2 separate regions of the Sus scrofa genome follow, and region 1 is linked to region 2. A link is a contact called in public HiChIP or PLAC-seq data. All regions are on one chromosome and are shown on one strand. Each heading gives the region's core, a stretch centred on a gene start, on an enhancer-like site or on the middle of the called end of the contact. The rest is flanking DNA. Distances are from core to core; before and after follow the strand shown. Region 1 holds the start of LSMEM2 (leucine-rich single-pass membrane protein 2). Region 2 overlaps GNAI2 (G protein subunit alpha i2).

Region 1 (3,595 bases), core at 446-2,945, 33 kb after region 2:
TATTTCTATAATATTAACATTTCTCCTGTCTCATTGATTCAGGTGCAGGAGGAAGTATTAAGTTATCCCACAAATTCTGCGTTTTTCTGTCAAAAGGCAATTAAGAGCTAAACGATTATCTAGAGTTAAATTAGCCAACGAAACAAGAGCAGCCTTAAGTCCCATTAAGGCCTACCCTGTCTGGATTATCACATAACCAAGCTGTCTGGTGAGACTGCTCAGTGTTGCTTCCTGATAGATAAAGTCTCCCTGTGGAGCTGCAGTCCTGTGGCTAGCCTTGCCACTGCTAAGATCATTGCTCCTGCTCTCTGGGTTTGGTGGTGAAAATCCCTCTTATCCCTCTAGTTCCCTCTCCTGTGAAGGGGACATCATCACTGCAGTTAGAGGCCATAGGTTGATTGAAAAAGGTCAGGCTCTGGCTATAATTCCATAACACAGGGTGGTTTGGGTGTCTGCAGAACAAAGCCCTTCAGAGGTGCAGAAGTGAATGTCTGCCTCATGGTTATTTGGAGCTGGGAGTCCTTGAAGAACAAAGCTATTGCTAGTATGTGTGCAACTCGGGGAAAAGAAACCATTCTTTTGGTCGTTTAGACCATATGATGTCATAAAAGTCTTAATAAAAATGCTCCAGTATGATTTTGTCAGAGAGCAGAGGCGGGAAAGTCAGCTCACTATTTGTTCCGTATCCCACAAGTGGGTTGAATTTGATTTCAAGGAGATGGAAAATTTCCTTATTTGAAACAGCACACATGGGTGAGGTTGTAAGTACAGCGTATTGTTGTATAAGAAGCAGAACAGCTGATATAATTATACCTGGGGGCGGGAGTGCATTGGGGGTGTGTGAAACAAATGCCATTTGTGGAATTTAACTTAGTGTGCCCCATGCCTTGGGTCCCATTGTATGGGGGAGTCAGGTAAAAGCCCTGGGATAGCCCCCTGGAAGGTGCGAGTGTGCCTAGCAGAGGTCAAGGGAGTAGTGATTTAGGTAGTCATCGGAAATTGTAGGTTCAGGTGAAATGCAAGAGAAAGGCTACTAGCCAGCTGGGACTGTTGATGGCATGGCCAGCATTCTTGTAAATATTCCTCTTTGAATATGATTTTGGAAATGTTAAGTGAGTTTTCTTGTCATTGTCCCTATTCCACCCCTAGCCTGGGAACTTCCTTATGCTGTAGGTGTGACTCCTAAAAAAAAAAAAAAAGGGAAAGAAAGTCATTTTCCTGCCTGCAATGTCAAGGGTGACTCGAGGCTCCCTTGGAGCAATGAGGATGCATTGTCTTAGGATCTGGAGCCCACCAGGTCCTTGGGGCATGTTGGTTGATCATTTGGTCTGTAGGTCCCTCTGTGTGATGGTATCTCACCCCAATTTCACCAGGAACTCGGGCTGCTTAGGGTTGTTTCTTTGTTGCCCACAAGAGGGAGCTTGCAACAGGCCCCCCCCTCCTTCTGACAAAAGGCACACTGGTTTCCCCCCAGGTGGCTCCTAGGCTGTCTGCCTGGGTTTGTCAGCCCTTTAGGGTCCCCTCGACGACACAGTGGGTCAATCACAGCAGCCCAAAGCCGTGTTTTCTTCACTGGCCTCTGTTAAGTCTCACTGCTGAGGATGGACCTTGAAGGCCTCCTCTACCAAGGCTGACAGCGGGGTTTGGGGCCCAGCCTCAAGCTTTTGTAACTTTCTCCTGAGCGCGGGAGCAGACTGGGTGGTCAAATGCAGGGCTAAGGGCGATGTCCCTTGTGCAGACTCAGGGTCTTAATTGGTGCCCTTCCTGAATGCCTGTCACCCGGCTCAGGAAGACTGCTGGGTTTCCCTCTTTGGGTTCTGCGTCACTTCTGGGACCTTGTCAGAATCTAGGCTTTGCCATCCACCTTTTCATTGCTTCTGACAGACGAGAAATATACTGTCCCATCCTGGCCTGTGTGCTTGTGACCTTCCGAGTGTTACCCCTGCTTGAGCCATGTGGTGGTGTGGATTGGTGGCCACTGGGCTCTCTGTGTGGTTTAGGGGTGTCTTTGCCTCCTTCTGATAAAAGGCACACTGGTTTTAGCCCAGGTATTTTCTTGTGCACAGGAGTCCATTCAATGTCTTGGTTACCATGGGGGACATCACTGGAGGTATGAGGAGGTTTGTTCGGCTGAAGGCTCCATGTCCCTGCACGTGTGAGTAGCAGGGTGTCCTGGGAAAGACCGTGGCCCCAGGCCCTCGTTGAGGTACATCCTCCCCTGGGCTCCAGCACCAGGCAGAGTCCAGGCTGGTCTATGTGGGTCACTCCGCCCCTTCCCATGGTGTTGCCCCCTCTAAATATAGCCCAGTGGGCTGAGCTCAGTTCTATTTTCAGTGCAGGCTGGGAGGTGGCCAGGCCTTCTCCGGGGTCATAGGAGCCACTTCTACTCCCTCCTGTCCTGCTACTGGGCACGCTCATCGGCTCCTGGCTGCCCACCCACCCACCATGCCCGAAGGAACCCAAGAAGGTAGGAAAATAACTTGAAGGGAGGGTAAGGCCCCAATCCTCTGACTCTGTGGACCATGGAGAAACCTGGCCTCTGTCCCACTGACCTCATTTTCTTGACTCGTCATTAATCACTATATCCCAGAAGAGAGACCTGCCCCCGCTGCGCATGAAGGAACGGCTTACTGAGTCTGGAAAGCCTCTTCAGCTCAGGCCTATTCCTCCTGCAAGGGACTGCAGGGGGTGCTTAGAGGAGCTTCCCCACTTGGGGGAAGAGTAAACCAGAGCCTGTGCTTAAGTGGGCCAGGCAGTCTGGCCAGTGCAGTTCTTCCTTCGGGGAGGACACTGGGATTGGGGGTGGGCAATGGTTTTGGATAGCGTTTGGGTGCATGGCCCAGGGACTGGGAGTGTATAGGATTCTAGCCTGAAATGTGGGCTAAAAAGTTGGGGTCCCTTGGCCTGGCCTGTCTGACTTCTAGTTAAGACTTTGGTGGCTACCACTCATTGCCCCACTGTATTCAAGAGGGATGGAGGGTTGGAGGGACAAGAGCATTGACTTGGGAAGCTTCAGATACAGTGCTGCTCCAAGGCTCCAGCCTGATCTAATCACTCCTCCCATCACATTTTCAGCATTTTATACTGGATGGGAGGGGCCTGGCCCCGGGTGTGGGGGCGTCTTAACAATAACATTTACTAGGGTTTTTCCTGGTAACAGAATCCAAGTTCAGTTTAAAGTGTGTGAAAAGCACAGCCAAGTGCAAAGAGGGAATTTAATATGAACCTCAAACTACCATCACCCAGTCATAATGACAGCCAGTACCTGTTTTTGTTTCACTTTTTTTTTTTTTTGGTCTTTTGTCTTCTTGGGGCCACATCCACAGCATATGAAGGTTCCCAGGCTAGGGGTCAAATTGGGGCTGAAGCTGCCGGCCTACATCACAGCCACAGCAACTCGGGAGCCAAGTTGCATCTGCGACATACACCACAGCTCACGGCAACGCTGGATCCTTAACCCACTGAGCGAAGCCAGGGATCAAATCCACATCTTCATGGATCCTATTCAGGTTCATTAACTACCGAGCCACAATGGGAACTCCTGTTTCACTTTCTTTTGAGCATGGCAGAGGCCCGTTTGAAGCAAATCACAAAG
Region 2 (3,868 bases), core at 106-2,605:
GGTTGGCCCTGGGCTGGCCTGCGGGGCCACCCGGTAGCATCACTGGTATCCTAGGCTTGCAAACTGTTGCCTAGTGACAGCAGGTAATGCTGGGCATGGGGCCTGATGGGTTCCCAGTGAGGTCCTAGGCTCCAGCACCGCAGGGGCTGGTGCATGGGGCAGGTTGGGTCACAGGCCGCACACTGGTCCTGTACACTCTGCCCTTGGTCTCAGTCCCTGGTTGTCTCTCTCGGTCTCGGTCTGTCTCTCTAAAAGGCATCCCTTTTGGCAGAAACAGGATGGAGGAAATGTCCGCATAAGCTCTTAGCCTCTGAGTGATCAAAACTTGTCCCACCACATCCCCAGCAGAGGGCGAGACAATCTGAGTCTGAGTGCTGCCTCCCTGGCAGGATGGGGCAGATGGGGGCAGGGCCCAGGCCAGCTTTGGGCTCAACCTCCCAGTATCTCGGGGCAGGAGAGTCCTAACCTCCAAGTTCAGAGTGGGGAAGGTGTCAGCAGATTTTGGCCAGGCCTCAGCTGATGGGACCTGCCTAAGAAAGCCCTGGGGAGGGCAAGGACTAGGCCCTTTGGTGGTGGCTCTAGAGGCGGCCCCTCCCTCAGCCACAGGTGCAGGGTGGGGCCCCCTCTGCCCAGCCCCACCCCTCCTCTCCAGCCCGCCAGCCTGGAGCTCTTGTTCTTACTAAACCCCAACCCACTCCACCCTCACCCCAATGCTGCTTCTTGGGGCTACAATCATCTTGGTTTGGGAGGAATAACCTCCCCAGAATAACCACACATTCTCTTGGCTGGGCCAGGCCTTCAGTCCTGGGCTTCTGTGTATACTTCCAAGGCTTGGCAGTAAGTGCCGGGCCAGTTTGAGCCAAAGCCCGAAGGTGGGATCATATAAGGCTTGTGAGAAGGTATCCTTGTGGCTTGGAGGATTCCAGAGTGCCAGGGTGCTACAGCAGCACTTACTGTGCGCTGGGCTGGAGGAGGGGCAGTGAGGTCTGCATGGCAGGGCTGGGCCTCTCGGGGAAGTGGTGTCCACACCGGAGGAAAAGGAGGAAGCAGCTGGAGGAGGAGGAGCTCAAAAGAGGAAGAGGCCAGAGGGCTGCTCACACTCTGCACTGGGGTGGGGGGGTGTGAGCCAGGTCATCTGGGGGATTAGAAGGTGAGCCCCACCTGTGCAGGCGCATCTGCATATCTCCCTGGGCCACCCTACTGGTAGTCACTGGGTTGGAGTTAGTCCGCACAGCTCTGACCCTTGTCTTGCCCCAGCAATCACTGGATCCAGGATCTCAGAGAAGGTGGCCCCTCTGAAGAGGATTCCAGGCCCCTCCTCTGACCACAGGAAGTGGTGGCTGGGAGAGGGACGCCGACTGGGGGTGGCTAGCAGGAAAACAGAGGGCTGCTCCTATGTTCCCAAGCGGCCATTGCCCTCCAAAGCCGGAAGGCCGGCTGCAGGCCCAGATGAATGCCCGGAAATGGAGCAGCAGCCCTGGGATTAGCTCACTCTGGGTTTCCCCTGTCTATGGGTAGACAGAGGGGCCCTTGATCCAGCCTAAGGATTCCCCCTGTTACTACCCACTGGGCCTGGGGGTGCTTTCACTGGGCCTCAGTTTCCCCTCTCGTGACAACAGCAGCTGCCTCTCATTAAGCCTTGACTATCGCATAGGGCTGTGAGGCTGGGACTGACATTTTATCCATTTCGTTCATGTGGAAACTGAGGGTCAGGGACATTACGTGACTCACCCAGTAAGCAGAGATACCAAAACATGACCCAGGTGGTGACTCTGAGCGCCTGCCCCCAACTCCTGTAGCCCCTCAGAAGTCTCTGCCCAAGTGGCAAGAATTGGTCAGTCAGGATGACAGACAGATGCTGTGGGTCCTGGTCCATGTCCCCTCACAGTAATACTTAGGTCATAGTCAGGCAACTTAGTGCTTCGCTTTGTCCCTAACATGCTTGTGCCTTCCACCCCCACCCCCCACCCCCCGCCCAGGCTCAGGAGACCAGGGCTGAGGAAGGCTCAGAGACTGTCATGGTCCAGCATGGGGACCCCTGAGCCTGGTCTCAAGACCATGAGTTGTCCAGATGGGGAGAAGGGAGAAATGTCCTGCAGGGAGCCCCCACTAAGAAAGAGCAAAGGCTGTGGTGCGCCCGTGTAAGGTACAAGGTGGTGATTGATGTGTCCATGCTGTGAGTTGGCCACAGCATGAGAGGTGTGGGGAGACTGGCCCTCATGCTTCTTGGCCTCCAAAACCCAAGTTTTCCTGCCTTGTCCTCCCCACAGAGGTTCCCAGAATTCTGCTCTAAGTTGTCAGGCCAAGAGCTGAGGAGCCTAAGAGGCTTAGGAGAGCTACAGCAGAAGCAGTAGATGCATCAGGGTCTTAGTGGGCTCTGAGGTCACTCACAAAGCTGAGAACATGCATCCTCATGGCCAGTCAAGACTTCGGGTCCCAGAGGGCCCACTCCCCACTTTCCTCACCATGTGACCTCAGGCTGTCCTTTCCTATCTCTGTGCCCATCCCTGGGACCTATGATGTCATATTTCTCAGCATGGCCCATGGCTTGTGGGCACATAGACAAACCTTGGGCTTGGACCCTGGAGCAGTTTGGGGTGGGTGTGAAGGCCCAAGGGAGGCTCCTCTTGGCAGGCGTTGGGCTTGGTACCCTCCCTTGTGGGGTACTTTTCGTAGATTGGGCCATGAGGCCCAGGCATGGGCATCTCACCCAAGGTCTGCCACCATGAATGAGGAGAGGTAGGAGTTCCCATGTGGGTCAGTAGGTTAAGTATCTGGTATTATTGTCACTGCAGGGGCCCAGATTGCTACTGTGGCACAGGTTTGATCCTTGGCCCAGGAACTTCCACATCCCCTGGATGCATCCCCCAAAAAGGAATTCCCGTTGTGGCTCAGTGGGTTAAGGATCCGACTAATATCCATAAGGATGTGGGTTTGTTCCCTGGCCTCACTCAGTGGGTTAAAAATACGGTGTTGCTGTGAGTTGTGGCATAGCTTGCAGATGCAGCTCGGATCTAGCATTGCTGTGACTGTGGTGTAGGCCAGCTCCGGATTCAACCCCCAATCCGGGAACTTACAAATGCTGCAGTTGTGGCCCTAAAAAGAAAAGAAAAAAAAAAAAAAAAAAAGTAGGAGTTCCCAGTGTCGATCAGGGGTAATCACCCTGACTAGTGTCCACGAGGATGTGGGTTCAATCCCTGGCTTCACTCTATGGGTTAAGGATCTAGTGTTGCTGTGAGCTGCAGTGTAGGTCGCAGATGGTGTAGGTCACAGACGCAGCTCAATCCCACATTGCTGTGGCTGTGGTGTAGGCCAGCAGCTGCAGCTCTGCTTTGACCCCTAGCCTGTAACTTCCATATGCTGCAAGTGCAGCCCTAAAAAGGAAAAAAAAGAGAGAGAGGTAGAAGTTATTTAGATTCTTTACAGCCGCACTTGTGGCACATGGAAGTTCATGGGCCAGGGATCGAACCCTCACCTCCACAGAGCTTATACTGGATCTTCAACCTGCTGCGCCATGGCAGCAACTCCCAAAATCTTTGGGTTTTTGGGGTTTTTTTTGTCTTTTTTTTTTTTAGGGCCGCACCTGCGGCATATGGAGGTTCCCAGGCTAGGGGTCAAATCTGAGCTGTAGCCGCTGGCCTACACCAGAGCCACAGCAATGCGGGATCCAAGCCATGTCTGTGACCTACACCACAGCTCACGGCAACGCCTGATCCTTAACCCACTGAGCAAGACCAGGGATCGAACCCACAACCTTTTGGTTCCTAGTTGGATTTGTTTCCTCTGAGCCACGACGGGAACTCCCAGGAACTCCCAGATTATTTGAAAACAGCAAAGGCAGTCCTTAAATGAAGCATCAGGAAGAGAG

The links. HiChIP or PLAC-seq counts read pairs in DNA pulled down with a chosen protein or histone mark.
Region 1: an H3K27ac HiChIP or PLAC-seq map of alveolar macrophages shows a contact between it and region 2, with 2.2 times the contacts expected there. The contact joins the promoter of LSMEM2 here to the enhancer-like site in region 2. A contact is called at or near these places in 3 of 5 promoter capture datasets (fetal liver, fetal skeletal muscle and liver), 20 of 47 Hi-C or Micro-C datasets (adipocytes, alveolar macrophages, blood and 11 more) and 2 of 2 datasets of contacts at active chromatin or transcription factors (alveolar macrophages and skeletal muscle).

The regions. Positions count from the first base shown.
Region 1 is chr13:32,750,820-32,754,414 of Sscrofa11.1, forward strand. LSMEM2 (leucine-rich single-pass membrane protein 2) reads left to right here and starts at 1,696. Exons shown (of 5, transcript XM_021068814.1): 1 at 1,696-2,155; 2 at 2,335-2,467. The coding sequence starts at 2,092.
Region 2 is chr13:32,718,241-32,722,108 of Sscrofa11.1, forward strand. All of the region lies in intron 1 of GNAI2 (G protein subunit alpha i2), which reads left to right. Among named protein-coding and RNA genes, the nearest start is that of GNAI2, 7.3 kb to the left of the region's middle. Within about 2 kb of position 1,356, at least 35 of the 83 cell types and tissues checked have an H3K27ac peak or open chromatin away from gene starts, as enhancers often do. A contact at or near this core is called in alveolar macrophages, fetal liver, fetal skeletal muscle and 6 more, where this site is marked.